Regions from separate parts of the Mus musculus genome. Here region 2 is linked to region 1. A link is a contact called in public HiChIP or PLAC-seq data. All regions are on one chromosome and are shown on one strand. The core of a region is the stretch at or near the end of the contact, and the rest is flanking DNA. Distances in the headings are between cores, read along the strand shown. Region 1 overlaps Bcas3 (breast carcinoma amplified sequence 3). Region 2 overlaps Bcas3 (breast carcinoma amplified sequence 3).

The links. HiChIP or PLAC-seq counts read pairs in DNA pulled down with a chosen protein or histone mark.
Region 2: a contact with region 1 is called in an H3K27ac HiChIP or PLAC-seq map of T-cell acute lymphoblastic leukemia, with 2.6 times the contacts expected there. The contact joins two enhancer-like sites. A contact is called at or near these places in 3 of 484 Hi-C or Micro-C datasets (the AML12 cell line, adipose-derived mesenchymal stem cells and colorectal tumor organoids) and 1 of 115 datasets of contacts at active chromatin or transcription factors (T-cell acute lymphoblastic leukemia).

The regions. Positions count from the first base shown.
Region 1 is chr11:85,539,452-85,543,522 of GRCm38.p6, forward strand. All of the region lies in intron 16 of Bcas3 (breast carcinoma amplified sequence 3), which reads left to right. Among named protein-coding and RNA genes, the nearest start is that of Bcas3os1, 180 kb to the right of the region's middle. Within about 2 kb of position 2,035, at least 13 of the 459 cell types and tissues checked have an H3K27ac peak or open chromatin away from gene starts, as enhancers often do. A contact at or near this core is called in T-cell acute lymphoblastic leukemia, where this site is marked.
Region 2 is chr11:85,736,202-85,740,272 of GRCm38.p6, forward strand. All of the region lies in intron 22 of Bcas3 (breast carcinoma amplified sequence 3), which reads left to right. Among named protein-coding and RNA genes, the nearest start is that of Bcas3os1, 18 kb to the left of the region's middle. Within about 2 kb of position 1,785, at least 16 of the 459 cell types and tissues checked have an H3K27ac peak or open chromatin away from gene starts, as enhancers often do. A contact at or near this core is called in T-cell acute lymphoblastic leukemia, where this site is marked.

The sequences.
Region 1 (4,071 bases), core at 785-3,284:
GAAATCCTTTGGTCACAGGAGGAGAACAGAAGATGCTAGAATGAGGTTGAACAGTTTTCAGGGATGAAGGCATAAAGATTGATAGTGAAGTTATTCCTTACTTGTAGTTAGCTCGACCCTGTTGGAAGTGACCAGAAGTATGACTTATTCTTAATGATCCAGTTTTGCCTCCCCCCCCAACCCCACCCCCCATGTACTCATTGCTCTGTGAGTGTCTGGAAACCTGGGGCCCTGTCCTTGTAAAACAGAGTGAGTATTGGGTAGCTTTGGCTTCTGGTGTTGCACTTGGGCTTATTATCCATGTCCTAAGCAAGTTTTCTCATATGACGAGAATGCCAGTGTGTGGATGTAGGCTCTTGATCTCATTGCCTCGTGTAAACCTGACTGGTGAACCACGCTTAGTAAACAGGTGTGTGGTTCTCACATACATTGAAGCACTTAATAGCATTTATTTGAACATCTCAAGTTGATATTTGTAAGGCAGGTTTATCATTAATTCTTCTTTTCACAGTAAATGACATTTTCATCTAATAAATGAAAAAGTCCATTCCTTATTTTGATTCAGTTCAATTCAGTTCACCTTGACCTTTGCATCTGAGCCTGGAACCTTACAAGCCAAGTTCAGAGAAGTAAGGATGGAAGAGCTGACAAAAGTCTCCTGGATATCATAGCTATGGAAATTTGCCACCTCTATCTTTTTCTTCTGTAGCCATTAGTTGCTTAATTAAACTCTGTGTGTTTGGTTCCCGATATAAAATAATAGAGTGTGTGTTCATTTGAGTGTGTGTGCTTTGTCTACATGTGTAATGTATTTACCATAGTTTCAGTTTCTAGTTTTTGCGCCAAATAAGTAGAGTACTTAAACCATACGATAGTTTATTGCATTTTGCTGTAAATCTGGGGATTCCTTATTTGAAAGAAGTCTACTATATACCATATTGAAAGTCAGCAGGCATAGCAGTCGACAGAAGTTTGACATTATTTATGCTATGCTAGTCTCTCTTCTGTTGCATATGGAAGAACTTCAACATTATCTATCTTTTTCTAATGAAAATCTTTTACATCTTGAGTTTGTAATTTAAATTGGCATGCCAAATATGTCTCAAATTAGTCAGCTGTCTGGTTCGGCTTCAGTTTGTCTTACAGATCTGCAGATTGAAAACCACCAATGCCATAGACCTGTCTGCTAGGGAGAAATTAAAATTCCATTAATGAACAAATTAAATGTTGGGGCTAATTTGCAGGACTGAGAGAGGAAGTATTTGGTCACATCATTTGCTTAAGAGAAGGTACACAGAGGCAGTAGACGCTTTAAGTACCATGTCACTGAAGTGTCGTGCTAGAGTTTTCTAGCCTTTCCCTTCTGTTTACCCTTCACCTCTGTGTGCTGATCATTACATCATTGTAAGCCCTGCTTTTTCAGTTGATTACAGAACTTGATCAGCTAAAGAATAGCACGATGGGGTATGTGTATAGATTCATCTTGTAAATTCCAGTTGCTGCTTTAGCTCTGAAGTGGGACAGACAGGCTTGGGTAGGCTGGTAGTACACTCTGTAGTCTCAGAACTCAGGAAGCTGAGACAGAAGGATCACAAACTTGAAACCAGCCTAGGAAACATAGAAAGCCACGTTGATTACTGATCAAATCTTAATAGTTACCTTTTACCACTGAAACCAGGTTATAGAGGATTATGTTCAAATGAGATCTGTTGGAACTGGAGTTATAGGCAGCTTCGAGCCGCTGTGAGTGCTGAACCCAAGTCCCCAGGAAGAACAGTAGTTCTCTAACCACTGAACAACCCCTCCAGCCTCTCTTTAAAGTACTGTTCATTACCGTTTGTGAGATTCTCTGAGTTAGAATTAATAGGTAATTTTATATTAGTTTCTAAAGGATTATACTTCTCTAATAACCACTGCTGGGTTTTTCATTCATTGAATAGTTATTTTTCCTTTCGGTTTGTCGGTTGGAATTCAGACCCACAGGAACATGTTATGACATGGAGCCTGTTTTCTGTGATGAGATTGTTAAGGCTGAAAAACTGATAGTGACTGCAGATTCTTCAGAGCTGTCTCTACTGCTCTGAGCTGACTTGTGACTTTCTTTATTCCACCCAACACTCCCACTAGTTCACTCTGTGATCTCCTCCCTTCCTGCACTTCAGTGGGAACCACAGCTGTGGCTTTCAGAGGCGGGTGTGTGAGGACAATCACAGGTGAAGACAGCTGCATCATGGACCCGGACTTTGTGACTTCATTTTTTCATTCTTTTGCTCTTGAAGAAAGATTAAGCAGCAGCATTTTAAAAGTGCAGCTGGCACTACCCTCAGTCGGCAGTGATGTGAGTCCCTGTGCCTGTGGAGTCGGGAGATCTTTCACATGTGTGTAGCAGAGCTCCAGTTTGCCAGACTGGGCAAGGAGTGGGCAAATGAGAGTCAGATGCATGCTAGGTCTACATACCAGCATAGGTCCTCACCCTGTCCCCAGCCCGGCATCATCCTTTCTGTGTAGCTGTTGGCCCGGATATCTTTCAACTAAAGCAGCCAGGCCACACTGTGCTGATACTGACCAAGGGTCTGCTCACTCGGTGTCACTGTGCCTGGTGGGCGAGTATATGACTGGAGACACTAGGAACATGGTGTAATTTCCTGGGAAATTATCAAGGGGGTCGGTCGGTCTGTCGTTCGGTCGTTTGTTTGTTTTAAAGTTTACTCATCACTTTTTGGGATGAAGTATGTTTCTGTTTTATAAATCAGGAAACTTAAAACTCTAAATGTTAGGAACAGATAGATTTTGTTCCATTTTTGTTTGTTTTTGTTTTTGTTTTGTTTGACACTTGAAGAAGTCTTGAGTTATAGAGGAATGAGTGGATAATTTCAAAACAAAGTTTCAAATTCTTTACTTTGCAGTATATCTGTGAATATTAGAGTATCCAGTGTGCCCTGTCAGTATTTAGATCAGCAGTATTTTGATACTTACAGTGATTTTTTTTTTCCCGAGACAAGACTTCTCTGCGTAGCCCCGGCTGTCCTGGAGCTCACTTTGTAGACCAGGCTGGCCTCGAACTCAGAAATCCGCCTGCCTCTGCCTCCCGAGTGCTGGGATTAAAGGAGTGAGCACCACACCTGGCCTACAGTGATATTTTAATGCAGCTAAAAGATAATGTTCTGTGGGTCACTGGGGAAATCAATGGAAGGCCACACTGTTGATCTTCCTGCTTGGGTGGACAGTTAACTACACCTTTGTCTGTTTGTTTTTGTTTTTTGTTTCTGTTTTTGGTTTTTCTATGTAACTTTGTAGATGAGGCCTCACAGAGTTCCCCTTGTCTCTGCCTCTTGAGTGCTGGGATTAAAGGCGTCAGGTGTCTGTAACTAACCCTTTAAATCTTCCTGAGTGTGGGCAGGTTAGTGTACCCCTCCCTCTCTCTCCCTCTCCCCTCAGCTCCCCCTACCTTTCTCCTATTGTCATGGTTCATGCTCCTGTCTCTCTCCCTCCCTCCAGTAACTGCCCACGTTTATGTCTATCTTTGTATCTGTTGCATTTTGAATCCCAGAATCATGCTCACTGTTATGAGAACATTTTGCTCAACCTTTGATTTGTTCTGGAATGTATTCTGTTTGTTTGGAAATTAATGCTAATTAGCAGGATTATGTTTCTTCTTAATATTCCAGTCTCTAGTTTTGGAAAAGGAAATAACCATGGCTTATGAATATGTGTTCCTCTTCAATTTCTTGTGTCTTTCAATTGTCAGATGCCATAGGAAAAATTTTTTATGAATATAATTAAATCACCAAGGTCTATTTGTGCATAGCATGTCTTAAATAACTGGGAATTTTAAGCAGAAATACATGTATCATTGAATTCTGACTTTGCATCCCTAAACACGTTGTCTACCATCACCACTTGCAGTCAGGTAGAGGAGGCTGTATTCTTGTACTCGTTTTCTGGAATGTTACGAGAATTAGAAATCATTCCATTGTTTTTGCTAGTGATCCACAGAATAGCAAGCAGCTCAGCTCACTGCTGATAAGCAGTATGACAACTGTGTGGCTGAGAGACAGCCGCTAGGTGCAC
Region 2 (4,071 bases), core at 535-3,034, 200 kb after region 1:
GCCTGCCTTCTGCCTGGCCTAAAGGCAATATTGATCTTTGTTAGTCTTCTTGACCTGTGTACTTGATTCCAGAAAGCCTCTTTAAAAGGACTCAGTGTCTTTTCTTGTCAGAAATAGACTAAGCAGTGAGGCCCAAGTTATCAAGTTCAAGAGCTTTGATCCAGGGCCATCTCTGCCACAGACTGCCCTAGCCTCAAGCCAGCCTGCATCTCCTTCAAACCCCAGGTCGTAATGGCAGAAGTAGCACTGTCATCTTTTAAGAGATGCTGTTCAGGCTAAGACCTTGCTAAGGTAAGTTTGTCTTTCCTGGTGGATTAGGAAGGAGGTGTGAGTGTTCATTTAACTGTAGAGGCGCCCCATGCACACCTGCAAGGCCAGCCTGTGTTAGACCCATGAAAGGAGGGAGGGAAGATGAGGTGCACAGACAGCAATCACAACATAGGATCAACCCATTCATCAAGATGCTTCTCTGATAGTTTTAATGCAGAGCTCGTAGAGGGGACTATGGATACCAGTCCTCACAGCAGGCCTTGTGCTGTGCTGTGACCTACCAGGTCCTGGTGATGCTCAGGTGGTTGCTGGAGGTTTGGTGGTGCCTTGGTATTAAAGGGCCTGGGCCACATTAGGATCTTGAAAGATATGGGTGAGATTGAGAAAGAAACACGCTCATGGTATTTACCAACCAACAAAACATTTAAAGCCACCCCTCTCCACTTCCTAGCATCTCTCCTGCTAGATGAACCACACAGGGCAAGCTTGCCATTTTCCCACCCTTTAGTCCCAATGGTAGAACAGGTTGTTTCTGACTGTCTGTGTTCTCTTGCCTCTCTAATGTCATTTTGGAACTTTAACTTCGACCTTGAGTTATATTTCTAAATGCTGTGGAGGAGAGGATGTGTCTCATGCCTCAGCTAGCTCCTTGAGATTGTGGGGCGGTCATGCCGGGCCAGCCCCTCTCAGTCTGGCTAGGATTTCTGGTCATCTCCAGCCCCCATTTGATTCTGAGCTTCCCTTCTGCTCTTTATTTGTAACTTCTCAACCTCCAGCGTGGATGTTTACCTCCCTGTACATCGCTGCAACACGAAACCGCTCTGTCTTCTGACAGCAAATAAACTGGCTTTAATGGGTGTTCAGCTACAGCGGCAGCTCCAGGGTTAAAAGTTTTAGCAGGCAGACTGGCCAGCAGGAGTTAGTGGTGTGGAGTACAAGGGACGCCAGGCTGTCTCTAAATTTTTTGGCCCTCCCCAAGTACAGAGATGAAGGAAGAGCCTCTATAAATCACTGGAGATTAGAGGCCCTGTTCTTGCCGACTCCGCAGGGTTGCACTGCTTAATGTCAAAGCCTCACGTATTACTTTAACAGCACTCCTTTCTTTATTAAATCCACTTTGAAATATATATATATATATATAAAAGATGATCTTTCCAGTAAGGGGGAGAAGGCTAAAAGGATTTAGAAAGTATCTGTTATGTTACATTACGGAGACTAATAACTGTTTAGGGAATAAGTAACATTTTTGCACCATCTTAAGCCATAAAAGAGAGAGCAAGAGAGAAGTATAAAGGTCCATTCCTTAGAACCAACTTGCTGGAGAGTTTATGTCACCCTGTGTCCTTGCCTTCTAGCTTCTTCAAAGGCTGAGCTGAGGCCCTGGGAAAATGGCGTGAACATTAGTGAGAGCAAGAGCAAGTCTGGGAATACACTTTTGTGGCTAAATGTTTTAGAATTAGGAAGGGCGAGGAGAGGAGAAGAGGAGGGGGCTCAGGAGGGAGTACAGTCAGGGAAAGAGTTCTACTTTTGTACTTAAAAGAAAAAATGCAGACTGTGTTGGTTTGAGGCTAGGCTTATCTCCTTCATCTGACTTTAATGAAGACATATTTCAAGCAGCTGCAACCATGTCAGATGTCATATTTTGGCTCAAAACTTCCACCTTCCAAGTGGGAGGTTTCTTGAGACCTAGAAGTCCATAGTAATTATAAGCTAATTGGCTAGCACTGGCAGCAATCTGATTGTCACAGAGCTGAAGTCGGAACCAGTTTCTATAGGTGAAGTCAGAGTGGCGAGAGCTGCTAATTTGTAAAGCTAATGCTGAGTGCATGGCCTTCATTACGCCATTCTCTCTGCTTACGGGTTTGTTAAAATGTCATAACAGAAAAACAAATCAGTTTGACTAAAATGCTTAGCACTAAATGCAAAAATAAACTTGACGTGAGCTAACATCTTAAATCACCAATTACAGCATTTTAATCTATACTTTCAGAGAGGTCTTAGGATGAACAAAGCCTCACAGAGAATTGGTCGCCTCTAACTTTCTACTAGTCAGAGTCTAAAGGTTCCTTGTATTTGTCTCTTTCAGTCAAATGGCAATTACTTAAGCAGAATTATTTCAAGAGGGCAGGATTCCTCATTAAAAGCCTTCAGAGTCTAAGGAACAAAAAGTGTTCAAGGGATTTTGTTAGCTTGCCTGTTTTAGCCAAGAGCATTTTGTTTTTAAAGTTTCTTTTGTTTATTCAACAAACGATTGACTAACAACTGCTATGCCAGCAGAGCCTTTGCTGGCCGCCAGTGGTAAGATAACTAGTAGCCAGAGCTCCCGCTGTGTGAGGGGCTTGCAAGCTTCAGCAGGCCGGTAAAAATATAAATGAGTCTGGTTGTGGTGATTGGTGCCTGTAAGCTCAGGAGGCTGAGAGAGGAGACCAAGTTCAAGACCAGCCTGAGCTACATAGGAAGATTCTGTTTCAAAGGAGAGAAAAATCGAATGCAGATTAAATGTAAAGTCACAGTGAAGCTTTAAAAGTAAGGGTCAGTTTCAAATGTTGTTGTACTCAATTGAAGGAAGACATTTACTCTATTTGTATAGCTGCCAGAGTATGAGCTAAGGAAAAAGTGTGAGCTTTGAGAGGGGCTGGGAATTTCTATTCTTCAGTTTTTATTTTATTTAATATTTGGTATTTCATACATGAATACAATGTGTTTAGATCTAATGAACCTCTTTGAGCCGATTCTTGCGTTGTTCTGGTATGATGTGATTCCCTTCTGCATTTTCAACTGTAAAAGGGGTTCACACCTTTAAAATGTGGTTCAGATTTCCAAGTGGGGAAACCAGCCTGTTTTGCAGCATTTCCCACCCACTCACTCACAGGTTGAAGCGCTTTCTTCTGAGATACAGTCTGGAGATGCTGTTTCTGCAGAGTCCTGCCACAGTGAATCCACATGGTTCTTCGTTCATAGCAGGCTGTGCTGCACACTAGCTTTCATGGCTCTAGGATGGCTGCCCAGTCTTAAAGTAGCTGCTCTTAAAATAGCTGGAAATGGATGCAAAGTTCAGGTTTAGTTAAAGGGATTTGCAGGCGCTTGCATGTGTGCTCACTTGCATGCCTGTGTGGGTGCTCATGTGACTGTGTGTGTACTCCATAGGACCATTTACACAGGATCCATTGTGAGAGCAAATGCCTGGTGTGGGGGGAGAGGAGGAAGAGGGGGAGGCCTGCACCTAACCATCTTGGAACAGTTGCTCAGAGCAGCATTTAGTGTTTTATTAGGAGAGAACAAGTCTATAAAAGGAACAAGAGGTTCAATCATTACAGAGTGGGCGACAGGAGGCAGCTGCCAGGATGACTTTGAAACCCTTTGCGATCCTAGAAGAGTTGCCACAAGTAACACACTGCAGCTGCTGGGATCCTTCAGTGGAGACGCAGAACTTGGCACCCACTCCTGCAGCAGTGGGACTCTAGGGTCACCAGTGTTTTCTTTAGATAAGTTCCTACCCTGCTCTCACTGCGGTTCCTGTATTCATTCTCTTTTGTTTTCAGGTAGGTTTGAGAGAATTAGAAGCGGACAGCCCCCTAGTGTGATTTAAAGAGAAAAGAAAGATCTTGCATGCTTGGGGGTTGGGCAAGTAAGACTGGGTTGGGAGAACTCAGGGGCTCATCCCACTCTTGCCCACAGTGCCTACACTTAATAAGTTGCCGTAGTTTGCAGACCATTGCTTGCATGATGTCATGAAAGTAACAAAGTGTGTGAGTTTCTTTTTGTGAAATCTACCTGGCATGTCTGTTTCTCATCAGCACA